Regions from separate parts of the Rattus norvegicus genome. Here regions 1 and 2 are each linked to region 3. A link is a contact called in public Hi-C data. All regions are on one chromosome and are shown on one strand. The core of a region is the stretch at or near the end of the contact, and the rest is flanking DNA. Distances in the headings are between cores, read along the strand shown.

Region 1 (3,063 bases), core at 65-2,564, 470 kb before region 3:
GGCCTTTTCTTTATGGAGAGAGTGTAGACATTACTGGGAAACTTCTCCGCTGCCTCAGTTTTTCCATCTGTAAATGGGGACATCTGGAGATGTGGTGGAACAGAGCACACCCTGTCCCTTCTATAGTCCCCTGTAGGGTGCTCAGGTCTCCTCATATCCTGCTGTTGAATGTCCTCGGTGGACATGGAGGTGTGTCTTCCTAGCTGGTCATGGGGAAGGATTGAGGGTGGTGGCGTAGGCGTGAGAATTCTTGGGTAGGGAAGGACAGCACCATGCCGGGCATGGCTGAGTCACACTCAAGCGGCGCCTTGCCTCAGGCTGCTGGGGCTTGAGCTGGCGCCACCCTGGGTGTGGCTACTGAGCTGTGGCCCTAGGCAGAGCAGGGCTGGGTGGCAGGATGGGCACATGGGCCTTGAGGGGCTGAGGGGAGCAAAACTGGGGATGCCCGCTGGTACCTCCCTTTTGTCTCCTGTGCGCCCTTCCAGGACTGGGTTCATTCAACCACAAGTATGCATTTGGTGCTCTGGAACCCCTAAGTCTTGGGTCTGGAAATAATAATAATAATAATTATCAGCTATTAATAAAAAACTTTTTTGAGGCATGGTCTAATGTAATGTAGTCTATGCTGGCCCGGAACTCGCTAAGTAGTCCGGGATGTCCTTGAACTAACTCCTGATCCTTAAGCCTCCACCTTCTGAGCGCTAGGATTACTTGTGTGCACCATGATGAAGGGTTTGTGCTTTAAGATGGGACCCACTGACTCTATGCTTCCTCAGAACAGTCAAGCACTCTCTCCCCACAGTCAGTTTTGGGGGTTGAGACAGTCCTATTTCATAGCCTACCGTGGCCTTGAACCCATAGCAGTCCTCTGGCTCAGCCTCCTGAATGGTAGACTAACAGACAGGCCTCCCAATGCCTGGCTGGTTCCTGGAAGTTTTGCAGAGTTAGGGGGGGTGAGCCAAAGCCTTCCAGAAGACAGTGGGTGATGGGGGTCAGCCCTCCTACCTCCTGTCCCAGGTCAGGACCCGGGATGAACTTCACTCTGGGGACACTGATTGGCTTGAGGGGAACCCAGCACCGCAAAAAGAATGTTAAGAAATGGAGTGGGGGATTTGGTGGTTGGACTGTGTGGCAGGCGGGCAGCGAGGGTGGGACGTGGCTGTCGTCTTTCCCTATTTATACCAAGTGATTCAGCCCTCCCTCACCCCTTCCTGCGCCCCCTCCACTCGCGGCTAGGCACTAGGCCCACCCACTTGCCTATGCCCTGCCTCCCAACCCGGGCGGGTTGTCTGGTCCCTGCGTGGGGACGGGCGTGGAGGGCAGGCATCTGCGCCGCAGGTCGGGTTGGCTCCAGCCCAGCCGCCCAGCTCCTGGGAAGAGTCTGGGCCATTAGTGAGCGCTGGTGACTGGGGCGGGGGCGGGGGCGGGGCTGGGCGGAGCCTGCAGCCCTTGGTATTTTCCGATCCTCGCTGCTTCGCGAGAGTGGAAAGTATTTGGGGATCAGGCTTGGGGACGGCCGGAGGGCTTCTGCCCTGGTTCCTTCTTGGGGTTCAATTGTGGGTCCTCCAGGGATGCCAAAGGCTTGTAGACTGTGTGTGCTAACACCGACCAGGATGCCACAGCCCAAGCCCCCCAACCCCCTCTGTTGCCCAAACCCTCCAGTTCTAGGACTTCTGTCCCTTTGGATTCCCCTGTGAGACTGAGAGTCACAGTCCTTGGTACAGGGTATCCCAGCTCCTGGACACCTGCGTGGTAATGCCCCACCGCGCCAGACAAGAGACCTCTGGTGTGTGTGAGGATGGGAGTGGCCTTGGCCGCAGCATTAGGCTCTTTGTAGGGGAAACCCCACAGGAAACTAGCCTGGCCAAATGGCCGCCCTTCCCGTTCTGGTCTCTGGGACGAATATGCTGTCTCACTTCCGGAGGTGACGGGGAGGCTGGTCAGCCTGCGGCCCTGGGCTGCCCCAGACCCCAAAGAGACGGAGGGGACTAGGGCTGGGGCTTGTTGAGAAGAAGGGATAGCGTGTGTGTGTGTGTGTGTGTGTGTGTGTGTGTGTGTGTGTGTGTGTGTATACATTCGTGTATTTGGGAAGACACAGCAGCGTGTCTCAATCCTTATTCCTCAGACATCCGTAATACCAGATCTAGACATTAGGATCCACTGTCCTGCCTGTCACTGCCTGACATGAGGGAATACTTCTGTCCTTGATGTCACCCAGGGACTTAGGAAGTAGAGACCCTCTTCCTTTTGAAGATTTATTTTTATTTTTGTGTATGTGTTGGGTATGTGCATGTGTGTGTAGGTGCCTTCAGAGTCCAGAAGAGGGTGCCACATCTGAAGGAGCTGGGGCCACAGGCTTTTGTGAGCCAGGAAACCAAATTCAGGTTCTCTGAAAGAGCAACGCGCAGTGCAGACTGTCGAGCCATCGTTCCAGCCCTGAACTTGTCTTTCTAGAGTTTCATGTGTCCAGGGTTGCCCTCCAGCTTGCTCTGTTGACAAATTTCTTGTTTCGTTTTATTTTCATTTTGTTTCTCTGTGTAGTCCTGGCTGTCCTGGAAGTCTCTCTGTAGACCAGGCTGGCCTTGAACTCACTGAGACTCACCTACCTCTGCCTGCGGCGGCTGGGATTAAAGACCTGCTCTGCCACCTTGACTCTCTTAGCCCCCCTTTCCACATCCTAAATGCTGAGGTAATGTGTATAAACCATCATATTTCCTTCATATGGTACTGAGGGGGAAACAGAGCCTAGTCAGTGTGCTAGGCCAGCAGCTGCCACTGAGCCTTGCCCCTTGTTGCCTTTTTTAAATTAAAAGTTATTTAAGTGCATAGGTGTTTTGTTTGCATGTATGTTTAGTGTCTGCAAAGTCCAGAAAAAAGTGTCAGCTTCCCTAGAACTGAAAGTGCAGATACTTGTTAGCCACCATGTAGGTGCTGAGTATTGACTGGAACCCCGGGGGAGAATAGCCAGTGCTCTCAACCCCTGAGCCATCTTTAGCCCTTTCTTTTTGAGTCACACCATGTCTTGGTAGCCCAGGCTGACCTCTATTTTTTTTAAAGATTTAT
Region 2 (3,211 bases), core at 429-2,928, 320 kb after region 3:
CAGTACTGTGCAGAGGGGGAGGGCAGGGGGCGGAGGTTCCTCCCTAGTATCCCCACAGGCTGAGTACCAGGCGGCGGGGCCAGCTCCGCCGCGACAACCCCCTTCTCCCCTCCCTGTTAAATACACAAATATATTATATTCAATATGAATTCAGTCTCTTTCCAGAAAAAAAAAACATACAAAATACGCTGGAAGGGGGCCATGTAAACCTCGAGGTGGAAGGACTGGGCGCAGGCGGGCAGGCCAGAGTCCAGTGTGTGAGCTGCGCCCCAGACCTCTGGGCGAGTGCCCATCGCCTGCCCCCCTCACCCCAGTGGGGGGCGGGCGCCCAGCCTTCAAGGCTGGGGGTGTCCGTATGGAGCAAGGGAGGCTCTCAGAAGGCGTGTCCCTTGACCCCTAGCAGCAACTGGCAGCCGTTGCTGACGTGGGTCATGACCTTCTGCTTGAGCTGCGCCACTTGCTCCCGTAGGAGGCCGGCAGTACTTGACAGCCCCGCGTTCTCAGCCTTGAGTGTCTTCACCTTGTCCTCCAGGCGCGCGATGCGCTCCAGCTTCCGCTTCCGGCATTTGGTGGCCGCCAGCCTGTTCCGCAGCCGCTTTCGCTCCACTTTGATGCGCTCCTGGTCTTCCATGTTGATGGGGGACACAGGCGGCGTGGCGTCGCGGCTGCGTGCCTCCGGTACGGTCTGCGGTTCCTCTTTAAAGGCGGAAGCGCCGCGACTCAAGCCCAGCTGCGCCGGGTGGCCGCCCGCAAAGGGTGGTGCATGTGGGAGGTAGCTGATGGTGGCCGTCGGGTATGAGCTCCCAGTCCCGACGGCGGTCCCGGAACCTCCAGAGGGTGCAGAGGCTGGGGAGTAACTGCTGAGGTTGGTGTAGACCGGAGGCGGCTCCGGACCAGCATAGACGCCCCCAGGCCCGGCCTGGGGACCCCCGCTGGCGCCCAGAGACACGTTGGGGGGCGTCACGTGGTTCATCTTGTGCAGGTCGTCCAGGGCTTTGACAAAACCGTCCGCAAAGCCCTCCTGCTCCTCGGTGACGCCGCCCCCTGTACCTCCGCCGCTGCCGCCCCCACGGGGGTAAAAGTACTGTCCCGGAGGCGTGGGCGTCGTCGTGATCACGCCGTTGCTGTTGGGGACGATCAAGCGCTCCAGTTCCGTGGAGGCTAGCTTCAGAGATGCGCCTGTGTCTGATCCCTGACCCGAAAAGTAGCTGCCTGCCCCACTGCCCTCTGGGCCTGGACCCCGCGCCCCAGGACCCTTGAGACCCCGATAAGGATCTGCCAGGTTGAGCGCTAAGGTGGGTTTCAGGAGTTTGTAGTCGTGAAGAGAAAGACTGCCAGGGCTCCGACCGTATCCTGCCGCTGCGTATGAGTCGTCGTGATAGAAAGGCTGTTCCATTTTCGTGCACATCCGGGCGGCCTGGGCGATCTGGGAAAGGTCCCCCTGAAGGGCCGCTCCGGGCCTCGCTGCGGCGACCGGCGAGCTGTCCTCGGCTGTGGCGGGACCCGGCGTCCGGTCGCGCGTCCTCGGGAGCTGGAGACGGTCGGCAGCGGCCAGTTGGTAGCTGTGCGTAAAAGCGCTGCCCGGCTTCTGGAGCTTTTCTCTCCCTCCGTGGTGCGCCCGCTTTCTCAGCGTCTCTTCTCTCAGCTCCCCGCTCCCTGCAGGATCCAAAGCTGGCCTGGCCACCCTCAAGGTCCCCAGTGTTCGGCCCCAGCCCCAAGCTTTTATACTGAATTTGTCAGCTGCGGAAGTGCACTCCGATTGGCCGACGCGGGAGCCAGGCCCCCGCGGCCCCCTCCTAGAGCGTGGGGAAGGGGAGGAGGCGGCTCGCGTCACTGTCAGGAAGCGCGTGTCCTTGTAAACAGCGGCCACGAGCCCGGTGGCTCTGCGCGGCTGCAGGGGGAGGGGCTGTAGAGACAGAGACACTCAAGCAAAGGGATGTTGAGGGACCGAGGCACATAGGAGTTAGGACTGCGGGAGTACAACCCGGTGGCTATGAGATCTCTGTACACTGCAAGTGGAGATGGGGTGCCTCAGGATATACCCGGAATAGTCTCGCGGGACCCACAATAGCTGTGACTTGTGAACTGACAATATACTAGAAGACCCCAGAAAACAGGGAAGGTACAAAACGGGAGCAATTGTTAACATTTGACCTAGGAATTAACTAGAGGCCCCGAGTGCAAAGTGCTTAAAGAACAGGTGGGAGAGAAGGTTCAGGAAGCAGGGTCAGGTACCTATTGTATAAGAAATGAGTAGGGGCTCTAAAGCCCACAGATGAGTCTGAGGGTTCTCCCATAAGTGGAAAAGGGGAGTAATTTTGGGGAGGTCAATTTAGATATGCAGAAAGTGAACAAGGGTCCTGGAAACGCTGAGGCAATAGGAGTAGAAGATGGGAACATATCTAGCAAAGATTGGGGTCACTGTGATTATTTGCAGAACTCTGATGGAAAGTTAAAATGGTCAGGACATGGCTTCCTTCTGAGCTGTAAAGGCGATGCCAGGAGGGTATCTGAGATCTACCCGAGAGGACGACTTGGAGGATCCCAGAGACAAGGGGCTTGTAAGAATGAGACTGTACCTCGTAAGTGGTCTCTAGGCACTGACATACCCTGTACCTGAGTCCAAAGCCTCCCCTTAGTCACTCTGGGCTCGCCCGATATCCTGTCAGCTTTTGGAGGGCCGAAGAGGCGGGATAGCTGGGGTGCGGTCGCCCAACCCCACTCCCTTCCTTAGAAACAGGCTAGGGAAAAAGAGCCGAGGCAGGAAGTGTGGCAATAGCCCGGAGGGGGAAAGAGCCCGGCCCTGTCTCGTCATTCTGAGCCTAAGGGTTGGTGCACCCTAGCCTGGGCCTGCCAAATTCTGCGCCTGGGAAGAGGAACCCCAGCGAGCGACCCCTGGGGAAGTCACAATCCAGCTGAGTACGCCTCTAGTCATAGTCTACTCTCCCCCCATCTAGAAATGGTTCAGCTTGCAACCTTGGGCGATTACTAGGCCTGGCAGCCGAGGACTGTTCCATTGGCCCGCTGGAGGGGGATGAAGCCTGGGAGCGGGGCCTCGTCACCAAGGCAACAGGCTGGAGTCCGTGAATTGGATTGGGGGCGGGGCAAACCCCCCGAATTTCTCTCCCCAGCATCCATATTAGGGCACAGGAAGAGGTGGTACCAGTGCAGTCTTGGGGCGGCAAACTAGGAGCCAGGAACCCGAGGTATT
Region 3 (2,999 bases), core at 261-2,760:
CTTTTATTTTCCTAGCTGACATTGTAAAACTCCAGGTAGTTGGGAGTTAAACACAACCCACCGTGGGAAAAGTAAACAGACTTTCTTAAATTCGCTGGTAAAAAATTCTATCTTGCCCGAAGAGGTCGTGTCTAAGACAGCAAATGAGACCACCCACCCACCCTTTCCGCGGTAGTCCACGCCAGGCGATCAGTCTAGGCTGACCAGTCCCGGGGTCTCCAGCCACTTCAATCAACTCTGATCGCAGCAAGATTTGATTTGTTCAGTTCTGGATCTCAGCCGAAGGCCGGCTCGCCCACAGCAGCCTGTGGGGGCGAGGTGACTCAAGTCACTTCCCAGTCCCTAGGGCGGGTCCACACCCTGGCCTCCTCCCAGGCCCCACACCCACGCAAGGCAACAGGAAGCACCCGCGTCTGTCCCATGACGCAACTCTGACCGCTTGCACAAGCGTGCCCACTTGTAGGGGCCGAAACGCGAATGCTAGTGAAACGGCCTTGAAAGGGCAGCCTGGGCCCTAGAGAGTCCGACCCTGAGATTCAAGATCCAGGTGTCCCTTCTCCAAACCAAGGAAGGGACAGTCCTTTAATAGCACCTGTGGACGTACGTCTGGGAGAAGGCGCCCGCGCCCCTAGCTCCTAGCTCCTCAGTCCTTCCCCTGGCCTCTCGGCAGCTCGGGCCGCGGCTCTTCTTTACGGCCCCCCGCCGGCCTTCGCCTCGGGTGTGCGTTCTCCGCTCCGGTGGCGCCGCTCGTAATCCTCAGAAGGCCACCACGGTTCGCACCAGCACGTTGAGCATATTGTCGGCCGGGCGGCAGGCTGGCTTGGCCTCGCACGTGGGGGGCGTCGGCGGGGGCACGGCGGGCCCACAGTTCAAGAGACTGGAGAAGCGCCTTTGGAGGACGCGGGCGAGGTTAGGGAAGGCACCTTCGGTTTGTGCGGGAGGAAGCTGCAGGCGATTGGAGACCTCCGACGTCGCCTCCCCCTCCACCTCTTCCAGACGGGCCTTCTTGCTTGGTACCAGTCCGGCATCACTACCGTCGCTCAAGTCGCTGCTACTCCGGCGCTTGCGGCTGACTCTAGCGGGGGGCGGGTCACAGAGCGCGGGGGTCTCCTGGACTCGCAGCACTTCCTCTTGCGTGTCCATGGGCTCCGGAGGCTGCTCGACGTCAGGGGTCGCTGCTTCCATTGCAGCTTCGGGTTCTCGCGGCGGGTGCAGGCGAGGGTCAAGGGCCCTGCGGGATGGCGGGAACTCGGGCTGGTGGGTTTCTACCTTGGCTGAGAGGTAGAGCTCCCGAGCGCTGCGCATAACGAGGGACAGCTGCAGACTCCGGTGGAGGCGCAAGCCACCGCGCTGCATGCGAGAGTGGTACATCTTCCACACGGACAGTGTCATGATGCGCTGCGCTTCTTTCTGTACTTCCATGCTTGTTCGACGACTGTGTAGAGTTAAGCCGACAATGGATTAAGACCGGCGTTGCTGCCTAGACGACTCACTTACAGTTGCAGGTACTCTGTTAGACGTTCCGGCGGGGGGGAAAGCAAGCTGGAGTCCTTTAAATAGAGTAAGAGTGACGTCACTGAAACGCCACGCCCAGAGGGCCTCATCCGGGCTTTCCACCGTGGCTAGAGACTCCTTAAAGCAATAGGGACAAATTTACGCCTCCAAGGGAAAAGGACTTAAACAGCGGCAAGGAAGAACTTCCCCGCTGCGCCTTGAGACACTAGATTCTCAGAATCACTAGCAGTCCAGACGATGAGGCCCACCCACGAGACGGATAGTGGGAGGTAATCTCATGGCAGTGGGGAAGACCCAGGACTGGGATACATTACCCGAGGACACAGTTCATCTTGCCTACCAGCCTGCTAATTAATATTTTCCGAACAGTAAAAATGCTGCTTCTTGTTAAGCAGTTACTACACGCCGGTTACTACACTGTTGAACTTTCTCTTTTTATTCAATGTCTCTGATCCCTCACCTCCACTCCAAAGAAGTGTTCTCCAGGTGAGAAATAGGCAGTCACCCGACCAATATTTACTAAACGAATTATTATATGATTATAACACGATAAAAGGGTAAACGGAAGAAGCCTGCAGCCCTTCTATCTCCACCTTTCTGGACATGGGTGGAAAGTGGGCGCGGACGACACTGACTGGCTCTGGAGAGAGCTACCCGGTAGCCACCGATATCCACCACCTCGCGACTGCTGTCTTCACTTTCCGCGTTAAACATCTCCCAATTTTCCACAACCCAGTGGTATGGAAGTTCCAATGAACATAGGGCCTGTGATCTTCCCCCGTCAATGGAGCACTTTTCTGCCTTCACGCCCTCGGAAACAGAATTACTCCAAGAGAGACTGATATCTGGGTCGAGATGGCTGAGTGGCTAGAGTCACTTGCTGCCAACCCTAACAACCTCAGTTCGATTCCCTGTCCCACACGACGGTACAAGAGAACAGACCTCTGTAAGGTGTCTACACACACACACACACACACACACACACACACGGAAGCACACACACACGCAAGCACAAACATACAGGGATACATAAAGAAAAGAAAATAAGACGTCGATTCCGCTCTGCACCGCTTCCTAAGAAAAAATTGATTCTAGTTGCAGAAGGGCAAAAAAATTCTAATAACCTCTTTCATTTTCTGTGCAGGCCCTTTAAGACCCCCCCCCCCACGCCAGCGGGCAGGCTTCCCGCCACTGCCGCCGACCGACTTCCCTGGCTAAATTTGGTTGTAATGACGTCTGGCGGCGGCGCGAACCCACTTCCGGATGCCCATATAAGAACAAGGGCTGACTTTCTTAGCCCGAGGAGCGGGCTTCCGGGGCGGGGCCCCTCCCATCGTGGACCACACCTCTCCAATTTCTGGTGCTTCCCTCCATCTGGAGCCGAAATGCCGTCTCCGGTAGTTCGCGTCTGTTATTTGGGCAGAGTGCACGACGTGCTTGACAGAGCTGAGTGGTTTTCTTCTCTCATGCTCTCTCACGCTGGG

Evidence for each region. Hi-C and Micro-C count contacts between places; a contact is called where the count stands out from the background.
Region 1: a contact with region 3 is called in a Hi-C map of psoas muscle, with 4 times the contacts expected there. The contact joins the enhancer-like site here to the promoter of Ier2 in region 3. A contact is called at or near these places in 2 of 12 Hi-C or Micro-C datasets (mammary epithelial cells and psoas muscle).
Region 2: a contact with region 3 is called in a Hi-C map of liver, with 5 times the contacts expected there. The contact joins the promoter of Junb here to the promoter of Ier2 in region 3. A contact is called at or near these places in 2 of 12 Hi-C or Micro-C datasets (liver and mammary epithelial cells).

What each region holds. Positions count from the first base shown.
Region 1 is chr19:40,862,797-40,865,859 of GRCr8, reverse strand. No RefSeq gene overlaps it. Among named protein-coding and RNA genes, the nearest start is that of Mir23a, 4.5 kb to the right of the region's middle. Within about 2 kb of position 1,314, at least 65 of the 93 cell types and tissues checked have an H3K27ac peak or open chromatin away from gene starts, as enhancers often do.
Region 2 is chr19:40,079,593-40,082,803 of GRCr8, reverse strand. Junb (JunB proto-oncogene, AP-1 transcription factor subunit) reads right to left here and starts at 1,678. Exons shown (of 1, transcript NM_021836.2): 1 at 1-1,678. The coding sequence starts at 1,408. The coding sequence ends at 374.
Region 3 is chr19:40,397,884-40,400,882 of GRCr8, reverse strand. It overlaps Ier2 (immediate early response 2), which reads right to left and starts at 1,510. Exons shown (of 1, transcript NM_001009541.1): 1 at 1-1,510. The coding sequence starts at 1,422. The coding sequence ends at 757.